Regions from separate parts of the Zea mays genome. Here all the other regions are linked to region 3. Evidence: chromatin contacts called from public Hi-C data. All regions are on one chromosome and are shown on one strand. Each heading gives the region's core, a stretch centred on a gene start, on an enhancer-like site or on the middle of the called end of the contact. The rest is flanking DNA. Distances are from core to core; before and after follow the strand shown. Region 1 holds the start of LOC100281367. Region 2 holds the start of LOC100284173 (polyketide synthesis homolog 1). Region 3 holds the start of LOC100382170 (Polyadenylate-binding protein RBP45C).

Evidence for each region. Hi-C and Micro-C count contacts between places; a contact is called where the count stands out from the background.
Region 1: a contact with region 3 is called in a Hi-C map of ear, with 2.7 times the contacts expected there. The contact joins the promoter of LOC100281367 here to the promoter of LOC100382170 in region 3. A contact is called at or near these places in 2 of 25 Hi-C or Micro-C datasets (ear and tassel) and 1 of 3 datasets of contacts at active chromatin or transcription factors (leaf).
Region 2: a Hi-C map of ear shows a contact between it and region 3, with 2.9 times the contacts expected there. The contact joins the promoter of LOC100284173 here to the promoter of LOC100382170 in region 3. A contact is called at or near these places in 6 of 25 Hi-C or Micro-C datasets (ear, endosperm, leaf and 2 more) and 1 of 3 datasets of contacts at active chromatin or transcription factors (leaf).

Annotation. Positions count from the first base shown.
Region 1 is chr2:9,224,143-9,227,721 of Zm-B73-REFERENCE-NAM-5.0, forward strand. LOC100281367 reads left to right here and starts at 1,875. Exons shown (of 6, transcript NM_001154285.3): 1 at 1,875-2,048; 2 at 2,416-2,529; 3 at 2,611-2,838; 4 at 2,966-3,251; 5 at 3,367-3,517. The coding sequence starts at 1,960. It also overlaps the pseudogene LOC103648389.
Region 2 is chr2:9,163,685-9,167,111 of Zm-B73-REFERENCE-NAM-5.0, forward strand. LOC100284173 (polyketide synthesis homolog 1) reads left to right here and starts at 1,866. Exons shown (of 6, transcript NM_001157069.2): 1 at 1,866-2,338. The coding sequence starts at 1,992.
Region 3 is chr2:9,020,494-9,024,079 of Zm-B73-REFERENCE-NAM-5.0, forward strand. LOC100382170 (Polyadenylate-binding protein RBP45C) reads right to left here and starts at 1,844. Exons shown (of 7, transcript NM_001174930.1): 1 at 1,453-1,844; 2 at 422-887. The coding sequence starts at 1,803.

The DNA.
Region 1 (3,579 bases), core at 625-3,124, 200 kb after region 3:
GAAGCCGCCCTGGTCAAGAAGCACGCAGGGGTGGAAGTGCGGCACCTCAGCGCTCATAATGCCGCCACCTCTGTAGCCCAGGCCGAGGCGGAGGATGGATGGGACTCGAATCCGGGGGCGGAGGTGGAGGACCCTTCCATGGAGACCGAGCGGGGTTTAGGGATGAGCGAGCATCACATACGCCTTCCATGGAGAGCATGGATGCGGACGCGGATCCGGGGCGGAAGATGGCAGGGACGCGGATTCAGGGCGGACGCGCTTGCCGAGGGCGCGGGGGACCACAGCGTGCGTTACGGGGACAGGGCGGGCATCGCGAGGACGGGTGCGGGAGCGGAGCCACATCTGGTGGTGGACGCCTACTTTGCTCTCTTATAGAGTAGTAAAGATTCGTGGACCAAACAACACCCTAGCTTGTACAAATATTCTTAGGCAGTTGCTACTGATGAGAGAAAAATAACATCACTCCACTGCATTTGCGTGATTTATTGAACAGATCACAATTACATCTATTCAAATTTATTTACCTGTACGTGTCCGATTTTTAGGGGAGGATTTTTTTACGGTATTTTTTTTTTAAAAAAATAAATTTAGGCAACAATTTTATAGAATCGAGTGCTTTATCTATTATCTTTTACAAGGCACACGCGTACAATAAGGTTTGGTCGTTCGTGACTTGGATAGTGGTTTTGGTTGCAATTCCGTAATTCTTGGCATAGGATACAGCCCAACCCAGAAAAAAATAATGTTGCGGTCAGTTCTGGCTTTGAGATTCGGAGTACCACGTGGCGTAAAGGCAGGCCGTGTCTTACAGATGAATAAAGGACCTGGGTCTCACGTGATTGGTTTCCAGTTTCGTGCATCAAGATGTGGAATTTTCAAACTGCCGTCGTGTTTGTTTCGTCACATAAAAGCTTTTTGGAAGGCTAAGGAGAGGAAGCCGGCGAGAAGGAGGGGGCGTTTTACGTGTCACTGTCCTGTCGTGTTGGCTGTTGACACGAATCATTTCTTCCGCGCGTGGGAAGAAGAAGATGCACATTAGCGGCCTGAAGTAGAGATGTCAATGGGGAATTCCCCAGCGGGGATTAACTCCCCAGACCCGTACCCATGAACATAGACCGGCCCCCATCCCCGAACCCGAACCCGACCTCGGGTACGAAAATCCTCCCATACCCATTCCCGACCGGGTACTAAATACCCATGGGTATCCATACCCGACCCGATTATTCAAAAATTAATGGGCTTTTTATTTGTTAACCGGCGGACGCAATGCTTGGGACTCTAGGTTTTTTTACTTTGTTGACCGGCTGGCGGCTGGGCTTTTTCCTACAGGCCCAAAGTTGGTCGGCAGCCACTAGGCCACACGTCACAGGCAGCCCACAAGTAAATGTCGTTGGATTGCTGGATGGTGGAATAAAAATCCTAGATGCTAGATTGTTCTGGTTCCGGGTATTTTTCTCCATGGCTAATCGGGTTTGGGTTTAGCCCTCCCAAACCCGAACCCGCCATACCCGATGGGTAAGGGATTTATTCCAAATCTATACCCATGGGGATTTGTTTTAACCCATACCTTAACCCTAATAGAGGAATTCCCCACGGGTAATCGGGTTTCGGGGCCCATTGACATCTCTAGACTGAAGGCGTCCAACTCAAATCATTAAAAAGTGTTGACGCACGCGCTGATGCGCCGGCCGCACAGCACAGGCTGCACAGCCCGTTTAATCAGCGATGGAGCCCCGGCCGTCAGCCAGCCAGGTCCGGCGTCCGGGTCTGCGCCCTGCGGCGTCACTGCTGTCGCCACCGTCTCCGATGGTCCCACATCCATCCAGCGGGCCGCGCGTGGTACAAAAGGCTCTTCCTCGCCGTCAGGTGCAGCTGCCCAAACACCAGACACAGACTCCACCACCCCGCTTCGATCTTCTGTTGCAGCTGAAATCTGTCAGATTCTGCAGTTCATTCCAAATGGCTGCTGCAGCAGAGCACGGCAACTGCGATGCTTGGGCGGCCAGAGACCCTTCTGGGGTTCTCTCACCATACAAGTTTAACCGCAGGTGAGGTGGCTCCCCCTCCTCATTTGGTGCACAACTCATCATCATCATGTTTTTTTATCGCCTTTTCAGAACACTGCTGTCTGTCTTCTCGCTATGCTAGAATTCTTTGGAATAGCTGCCAGTGTTGTTTTCCTTGCCTTTTACATGTACATCATGTTTTTTTTCCTGCCTGTGGAGTGGGTTGATTTAAATCACTAGCAAGTCAAAAATTATTTCTAATTTCTTTCGATCTCATTAAATTCACACAGAACGGGAATAACCGAACACAGCCTAAAATCGTGAAACTGATGCATAGCAGACGGTAGACCATCCGTAACCGTACATATTCATAACGTCTACTATGCCTTCTGGTATTTTTTTTTTCCAGGGCAGTGCAAAGCAGCGACGTTTCGCTGAAGATCATATACTGCGGGGTGTGTTACGGTGACGTTATGTGGATACAGAACAAGCACAACGACTCAGTTTATCCTCTGGTTCCTGGGTAAGAACATGTACACTGAACCCCTAGCTTAGTAGAGCTAGGTAGGGAGCTCGCACTTTATATATCTGTTGGTTCGCGCAGGCATGAGATAGCTGGGGTTGTGACTGAGGTTGGCGCAGACGTCAAGGCCTTCAAGGTGGGTGACCACGCAGGCGTTGGAACCTACGTGAACTCGTGCCGGCACTGCGAGAACTGCAACAGCTCTCTGGAGAACTACTGCCCAGAAACAGTTTTCACTTACAACACAACTGATGCTGATGGGACCATCACAAAGGGGGGCTACTCCACTCACATTGTCGTCCATGAAAGGTAAGCCATGCAGTGTACTGTGTACCCAGTTCGGGTTGTTGATCCCTAGCTACTTCATGTAACCAAGTTCAGTACAGCAATTTCCTGACAAGGCAGAGCTTCCTGTCGACCAATCGACGTTTTTTAGGTACTGCTTCAAGATACCCGATGGCTACCCTCTGGCGCAGGCAGCGCCTCTTCTGTGTGCTGGAATCACCGTCTATACCCCAATGGCGCGGCACAACATGAAGCAGCCTGGGAAGTCGCTGGGAGTCATTGGGCTCGGTGGCCTAGGCCACATGGCGGTCAAATTTGGCAAGGCCTTCGGCCTCAAGGTCACGGTTTTCAGCACGAGCGAATCGAAGAGGGAAGAAGCCATTAACCTCCTTGGAGCAGATAACTTTGTTATATCGTCAGACACGCAGCAGATGGAGGTACTGCACATTGCACAGTTTTCTTATGCTGAAAAATGAAGATGTGTTGCTAAGTGATGTCTGTTCTGCATGCTTGACCTGAAAACTTGCTGGTATGATCTCTTGCTTTTTGCAGGCCCTGAAAAACTCCCTGCACTTCATAGTTGACACTGCTTCTGGTGACCATCCATTCGATCCGTATCTCTCGCTCCTTAAGGTTGGCGGTGTGATGACAATAGTGTGCTTTCCAAGTGAGATCAAGATGCACCCTGCGAGCCTCAATCGTGGTAATTCTCTGTTCTGACACTTGTGCAGTAAAAGCATATGAACGTGGTAACAGAAGCAAAAC
Region 2 (3,427 bases), core at 616-3,115, 140 kb after region 3:
GTCGTCATTCCTGACGCGCGACGCGTCCTTCTCCCTCATCGGGCCGAAGAGCTCCGCCCTGAACACCGCTAACCTCGCGGCGAGCTCGCATCGGTGGGCCGGGAACAACTGTCTACCCACGACGAAGGTCACGTCTGCGCCGTCCCTGTCCCGTGGCATGCTCACCAGGTTCCGGAGCACGGTCGGCTCCCGAACGACGATGGCGCTCACGTCGTGGACGCGGAGACGACGATCAGGACACACCTACCCGTGAAGCGGTCATTGCCGTTGCGCAACAACGTCCTGAATTGGTTGGATTTAGGTATAAAGGTTTGCTCCGTGCTTTCCTTTTTCCACACCTTGCTATCCTTGCTGAAGGCGGTGAAGCTGAACCCGACCCTCACGCGATCCTACCCCTGCCCTCCTCTACGAGGATTCAAGAAGGCCGACACTTTTATCTGCATGCGCCGTCGTGATCCCTTCTGGGTAGAGAAAGATGCTCCAGTCGTAGTCGCCAACGCTAAAGTTCCTCGAGTGGACGCGCTCGCCGGCGCCCATGCCTTCGAGCAGTGATAACCTCGAAATTGTGCGCCGCGGTGATGCCTTGTGCCAGGCAACTCGATGACGTCTTCACTAATGATGGGGAAGAGGCGTTTGCCATGACGGAAGATTCAGGGTCCATCCGACCCGAGGCAATGGAACGGAGGGGAGCTTCAACAGATCCAACACGCCAGCGCATCTGGCCGACCGCCTTATGTAGATTTGTTAGGCTGTCCGCACTCAGCGCCTGTATGCTCTACGCTATCATGGAGTAGCGTTGAAATCAGGTGCAGCGGCGGACTGGATACCTCACGCTATTGTCCAGTAGAGCAGCTGAAACACTGAACCAAGCGTTGTACGATCTCAACCCTATCTGCTGTCGCACGTCCTTACATGCTCAAATAAAAGAACAACACACGGTAGTTGAAGACGGTTGATAAAAATAAATAATAGAATATGTGGTAGTTGGTATAGGGTAGAGATTTAAGGTGAATATGAGTGCGGAAGATTGTAGGATAGAGTAGAGAATCTCGCTGACCAGGATGAAATATTCTTTTTAGGGTAAAAATTTAGAGTTGCATGAGTGCGGATAGCCTTAACGCGTGGTTAACTAGGGGGTTCGATGGAGACATGAATCCCAACTATGATTCTATATATGAGATTATGGGTTTTGTTTCGGTTATAGATTTATACAATATAGATTATATATGAGAATACATAATCGGAATTATATAATCTAAATTAAATAATAAAGGGGCATGTTTGATTAGGATTATAATCTAATTAGATTATATAATCTGACAAGATTACACGTCAGTGATTAAGGAAGATTAAAATAGTAATATTATGTTTTCTTAATCATAAAATTATTTTAAATATTTTTTAAAATCTGAATAAATCACTGTTGCATTCGTACCCGTTCAACTTGAAATTTGTTCGGTATCATTTACTCGTTCGTTCGGATTTTAGGCTGGTGCCAATGCAGGCTATAGTGAGGGCGATAGCGCCCAGCAGGAGGCGAGAGCGGGGCTGGAGGCGGGCGAGAGCGACCCGGCGGGCGCTACTGCTACCGCCCGGCGATAGGCAGGCGAGAGCGGGGCGACGCGTTGGCGATGGCGTCTTCGCGGGCGAGAGCGAGGGGCGACAGTGAGTGGCGGCTTCTGATTGGTCCACGTGTGCTATAGCCTGAGGCTGTAGCCTGCTGCAGCCTGTGCACTGGAGCAGCAGGGACGAGAGTGGAGGCGAGAGCTGACGTGGCAGGGGCGAGAGAGAGGCTGTGCACTGGACTCAGCCTTACTGTGAATTGAAACCACATAACCTGCATGTGGGTTGCGGTTCAGTAGGTTGGATAACGAGCCAGCCCAAAGCAAGCCCGAGAAGTCCCAAAAGTCAAGAGCCAGCCCAAAGTTAGCGTCGTCGTGTAGTCGTCTTTCTCAAGAGTCAAGAGCATCATTTCACCTAGTACCCAGTAAATGGAGGCGCTCGTGGTGCGGCAGCTGGGCGATCCCACCCTGCCCCCTGGCGGTGAAGCCTCCCCGTTCGCCGCGGTCTCTGGGGATCACCCAGTGCCGGAGATCTCATCGCCGACGGCTGTCCGAGTGCGAGTCGCGGCGACCAGCCTCAACTTCGCCACGTTCCTCCAGGTGCAGGGCAAGTACCAGGAGCGGCCCCCGCTTCCGTTCGTGCCTGGATCCGACTACTCTGGCGTGGTCGACGCAGTCGGTCCCGGCGTGCGTGGGCTCCGGCCCGGCGACCGCGTCTGCTCCTTTACCGGCCTCGGTTCCTTCGCTGACTTCATCGTCGCCGAGGAGAAGCAGCTGTGAGTTCTTAATTGTGATATAATTCCTTTTGGTTTCTTTTTCTGCTTGATTGAGGCCACGTTAGGTGTAGGTGAGGGTCTTAGGAGCAGAAATATTTGCTGTTTTTTGAAACCTGTAAGGGCTTGGTTTAGCTTTTTTTACAAGCTTTTTTGAGGATCTGACTATAGAGCTGGCTGTGGAAAGAATGTGGGTATCGTGTGGATTACATGCTGTCTGGTATGATAATTAGGGTTACCCAGATTATCCCCTAAAATGCTCTTAAAACTCAAGGACATCATCAAGGTACGTCCCTGAGGTCAAAAGGATCGAACTCTGCCTCACCCGAGGTCCTCCTCACGAGTATTCCAAAAACTCCGCCTTGCTCGAGCCCGATCTCGGACAGGGCGTGAGCTTGGGAGAATCTCCGCCTCGGCCGAGGAGAAGCAGCTGTGAGTTCTTAATTGTGATATAATTCCTTTTGGTTTTCTTTTTCTGCTTGATTGAGGCCACGTTAGGTGTAGGTGGGGGTCTTAGGAGCAGAAATATTTGCTGTTTTTTGAAACCGGTAAGGGCCTGTTTGGTTTAGCCTTTTTTACAAGCTTTTTTGAGTATCTGACTATGGAGCTGGCTGTTGAAAGAATCTAAGTATCTTGTGGATTACATGTTGTCGGGTATGATAATTAGTGGTACCCAGATTATTCCCAAAAACGCATTTAAAACTCAAGGGCATCATCAAGGTACGTCCCCGAGGTCAAAAGGATCGAACCCCGCCTCGCCCGAGGTCCTCCTCAGGGGTTTTCCAAAAACTCTGCCTCGCTCGAGCCCGATCTTGTACATGGCGTGAGCTCGGGAGAATCTCCTCCTCGCCCGAGGCCCCCTCATCCCAGGGCAGCCATGTTCGCCTCGCCCGAGCCTGTCTTGGACGATAAGGACAATGCATGTGACGTACGCAGTCGGTCCCAGCGTGCGTGGGCTCCAGCCCGGCGACCGCGTCTGCTCCTTTACCGGCCTCGGTTCCTTCGCTGACTTCATTGTCGCCGAGGAGAAGCAGCTGTGAGTTCTTAATTGTGATATAATTCCTTTTGGTTTTCTTTTTCTGCTTGATTGAG
Region 3 (3,586 bases), core at 594-3,093:
ACAAAGAACCGGAACTTAAGGAAACCAACTTGGAATTTAGGACATAAATTATTACACTGACCTAAATGAGGCCACGCATTAAACAAGAAATGCATTGCAGCTCAGGTCAGTTCCAAGGCTCCTATATGAATAGAGCCCATTGGTATCCTGCTTCCAGATAACATGAGTTCCATGAGTCTACTATCGCTCTATTCATTAAATTATCCAAATTCACGCTGGGAATGTTGTACTAGGAATAATGACTTCTGGAAGTGAAGTGGTCGACACCTAGGCCTAATTTTGATTTGAACGCAAGTGTAATAAAACAACCCAAGAGACTAATATGAACAGAACATGTTAAAAATATCCTCATGCAAATCAATCAGCAAATGTGTAGAAGCTAACAAAAATCACAAGGACATGGTGTACTGGCCATGCTTACCTCTCTCTTGAACAACACCTCCTGTATTTTTCCTACTTGCTGCAGGACCAATACGCATAGGCCTGGAAGAACAAGGCATTCCATTCATTTCAGTCATTGCACGAGCTTGCTCTGTAGGATCACCAAATTTCACAAATCCATAACCCTTTGTGCGCATTGTCAATTTATCAGTCACAACTTTTGCACCCTTGACAGAGGGATAATGAACCCTGAATGTCTCTTGTAACAAGTAATCTGTAACATCTGCAGCCAAATCCCCAACAAAAATAGTATATTCAGGAGTATCATCGCGCTTTTCACCAGCACTGGCCCAATTCAGCCGAAATGTCAAGTCAACATTTGGCATCATTTGTCCATTGTATGTCTGAAGAACTCGTTCTGCAGCTGCACGGCTTGTAAACTCAACAAAACCATAACCCTGAAGCTGCCCTGAATTCTTGTCACGGATGAGCTTCACATTTTGAACCTTCAAATAAATTTATTATATATGAAGTCAAGGATCAGACAATCGTGAATGCATGGACAGCATACAGCTATAAACGCCAACCAGGAAACTCGTTATATAAATGCAAATCAAGAAACCCAAACTGAAGCATGTAAATAGTCTTGCGCAAAAAAAATAGATAGCTACTAAACATTATTACCCTTGTACAAAAGATAATAGGCAGAAAAAACACAAAGCTACAATTTTAAGTTATTTAACAACATATACATTATACAACTCTCACTAGATCGTGCTAACAAATTCATGAAACCATATTTAAAATTACCGGTTCAAGAATCAGAAATATAGCCCATAGCTTGATTATTACAAGAGACATCACAATTATCACAACTATATTAGCTTGGAGCTTCAATCGTCAGCGGTCGTACGAAATTCACAGTAAAACGAGTAAAAATCATAATAAGATTTATAAAACCTAGGGCAAGACCCATTAGCAGCAGCAAAGGGCGCATCATATATTCCGCGAAGAGCAACAGTCGAAATCACGCGTACCCACAGCCAGCATCATTCAGATCAGGTCCCATACCTCCCCAGTGTTCGAAAAGCACCCGAAGACGTAGTTCTCGTCCATCCAGTATTGCAGGTCCCCGATCCAGAGCGTCCTGACCTCGTCCGCCGCAGCGGGGGCGGCTGGCGCCTGCACCGGCACCGGCGGCGCGGCGTAGTACTGCTGAGGGGTTGGTGCCTGCCCGTAGTGCGCCTGCGGCGGAGGCTGGCCCCACATCGCCGGAGGCTGCTGCGGAGGCGGTGCGCCGTACTGCTGCGCCATCGGCGGCGGGATCCCACCCCACTGCGGTGGCTGCCCGCCAGCAGCCTGCGGAGGCGGAGGCGGCGCCATGCCCGGCTGCGGCTGCTGCGGCGGGGGCTGCTGCATCATGGCGACTTGGCGAGACGACCTAACCCTAGCCGAGATGGGAGAGAGGAAGGGCCGAAGGAGCGACGGCGAGGAGACGGGGAGAAGGAAAATTCGGGGTTGACATCTGTCTGTGCGCGGAGTGGGCCGTGGGCCGTTCTGGTCCAATTCGGAATTGAGCCGGCACGATGCCTGGCGCTGATTATCGGCCGTTCTTTGACTAATTCTAAATTTATGTGCAATCAGAAGACGATGGTCGACACAAAAATTAAATTTATTAGTCGGTTGCTCGTGCGTTGCGACGGCTTACAATAATAACCATGTAAACTATCCATAAAAAAGATTTCAAGATTTTTTATTGATTGTCTCCACTTTCCGTATAATATTTTTTGATTTGGCTAACTGATGTTATTATTTACTCCATTCAATATGTCTTGGTACAACACGACAAATGAAGTGAGCAATTAGAAGAGAGTTCACAACGACTGACTGAACGAACAGAGATTATAAGGTGACATAATTCCACCATACAGAGACCAAATAAGAGAAAGTTTGTGAGCTCAAATTTCTAAAATAAGTCTCATAAACTCAAACTTATAAAAAAGATAGATCAAAATATGGAGTGATTGTTAAAGTCATGCATCAATAAAAACTGGATGTGCTCCATATAAATTATGCTACTTCGTAGCAATTACTAACGTTTAAAACCAACAAATAACCTTTCATTTTACAGTTAGTGTGACAAATCATTCTTGCTCCATCTAATTTAGCAACCTCAAACACCATGTAGTCCATTGCGCCAAAGTGGTCTTAGAAACGACCTAATGCTTGCAAGAGTCAAGAACGTCGTGTCGTGCTTGGGCTGTAGCCTCGACCCGTAGTGCTAGTCCGGCCCGACACGATTATATATTTTGTATTTTTCAAAAAAAAATATATACATATATATAATTTATATTCAATATTAAAAACATATAGGCATGATGTTCTACTGGTTAGACAGCTTTATCCAGTGTCTCTCGTCCTTCTTTCATCAGGACATGGGTTTGAACCCCACCTTCTCCACCGTTGTCGGTGTTTCGGACCCGCGAGGACCCTCAACCGACTAGTGAATTTGTCGCTGCGTGTCCCTGCCCAGATAGGTTGATACAAGATGGAACACAGGAGGGATGATGAGGCTTATATTATCTTGCACCGGGGTGCTCGTAGTAGGGGTTACAAGCGTCGCGAGAGAGAGAGGGAGAGGGTTCGGCCTTGAGGTGAGGTGTCTGAGTTAGCCTCCTCCGCGTCTCTCCCACTCTGCCTCCCCTTTAGGAAGGCCCTAGACATCCCCTTTTATAGATACAAGGAGATGGTCCAGCTGTACAATGAGGGTGTAGCTATGTGCTAACGTGGCCGGCGGAGAAGTACTTGAGCCCTGTAGAAGCGCAGCTGACGTTGCGGCCCGGGGTCCTGCTAACGTTTCTTTGCTTTCGTAGAGAGTTGAGAACAACCGACGTCATGGACGCACGCAGGGAACCATCATTACCTGTTACCGGAGTAATCTAGATGGGACACCGGTCTTGTTCCTTCGTAGCCTGAGGCAGCTAGCTAGGGGTAGGGTAATGATGTATCCCTAGTGGCGTAGTCGGTCCGAGGCCGAGGTCGGGCGAGGCAGAGACTTCTCCTGAGGCCGAGGCTGAGGTCGGGCGAGGATGTGACTCCTCACAAGGCTGAGGCTGAGGCCGAGGCCCGAGGTCGGGCAAGGCGAAGCTCCCTGTTGCGCCCGAGGCTGAACTCGGGGGAGGTCGTGACTTACTGTCGTTAGTTT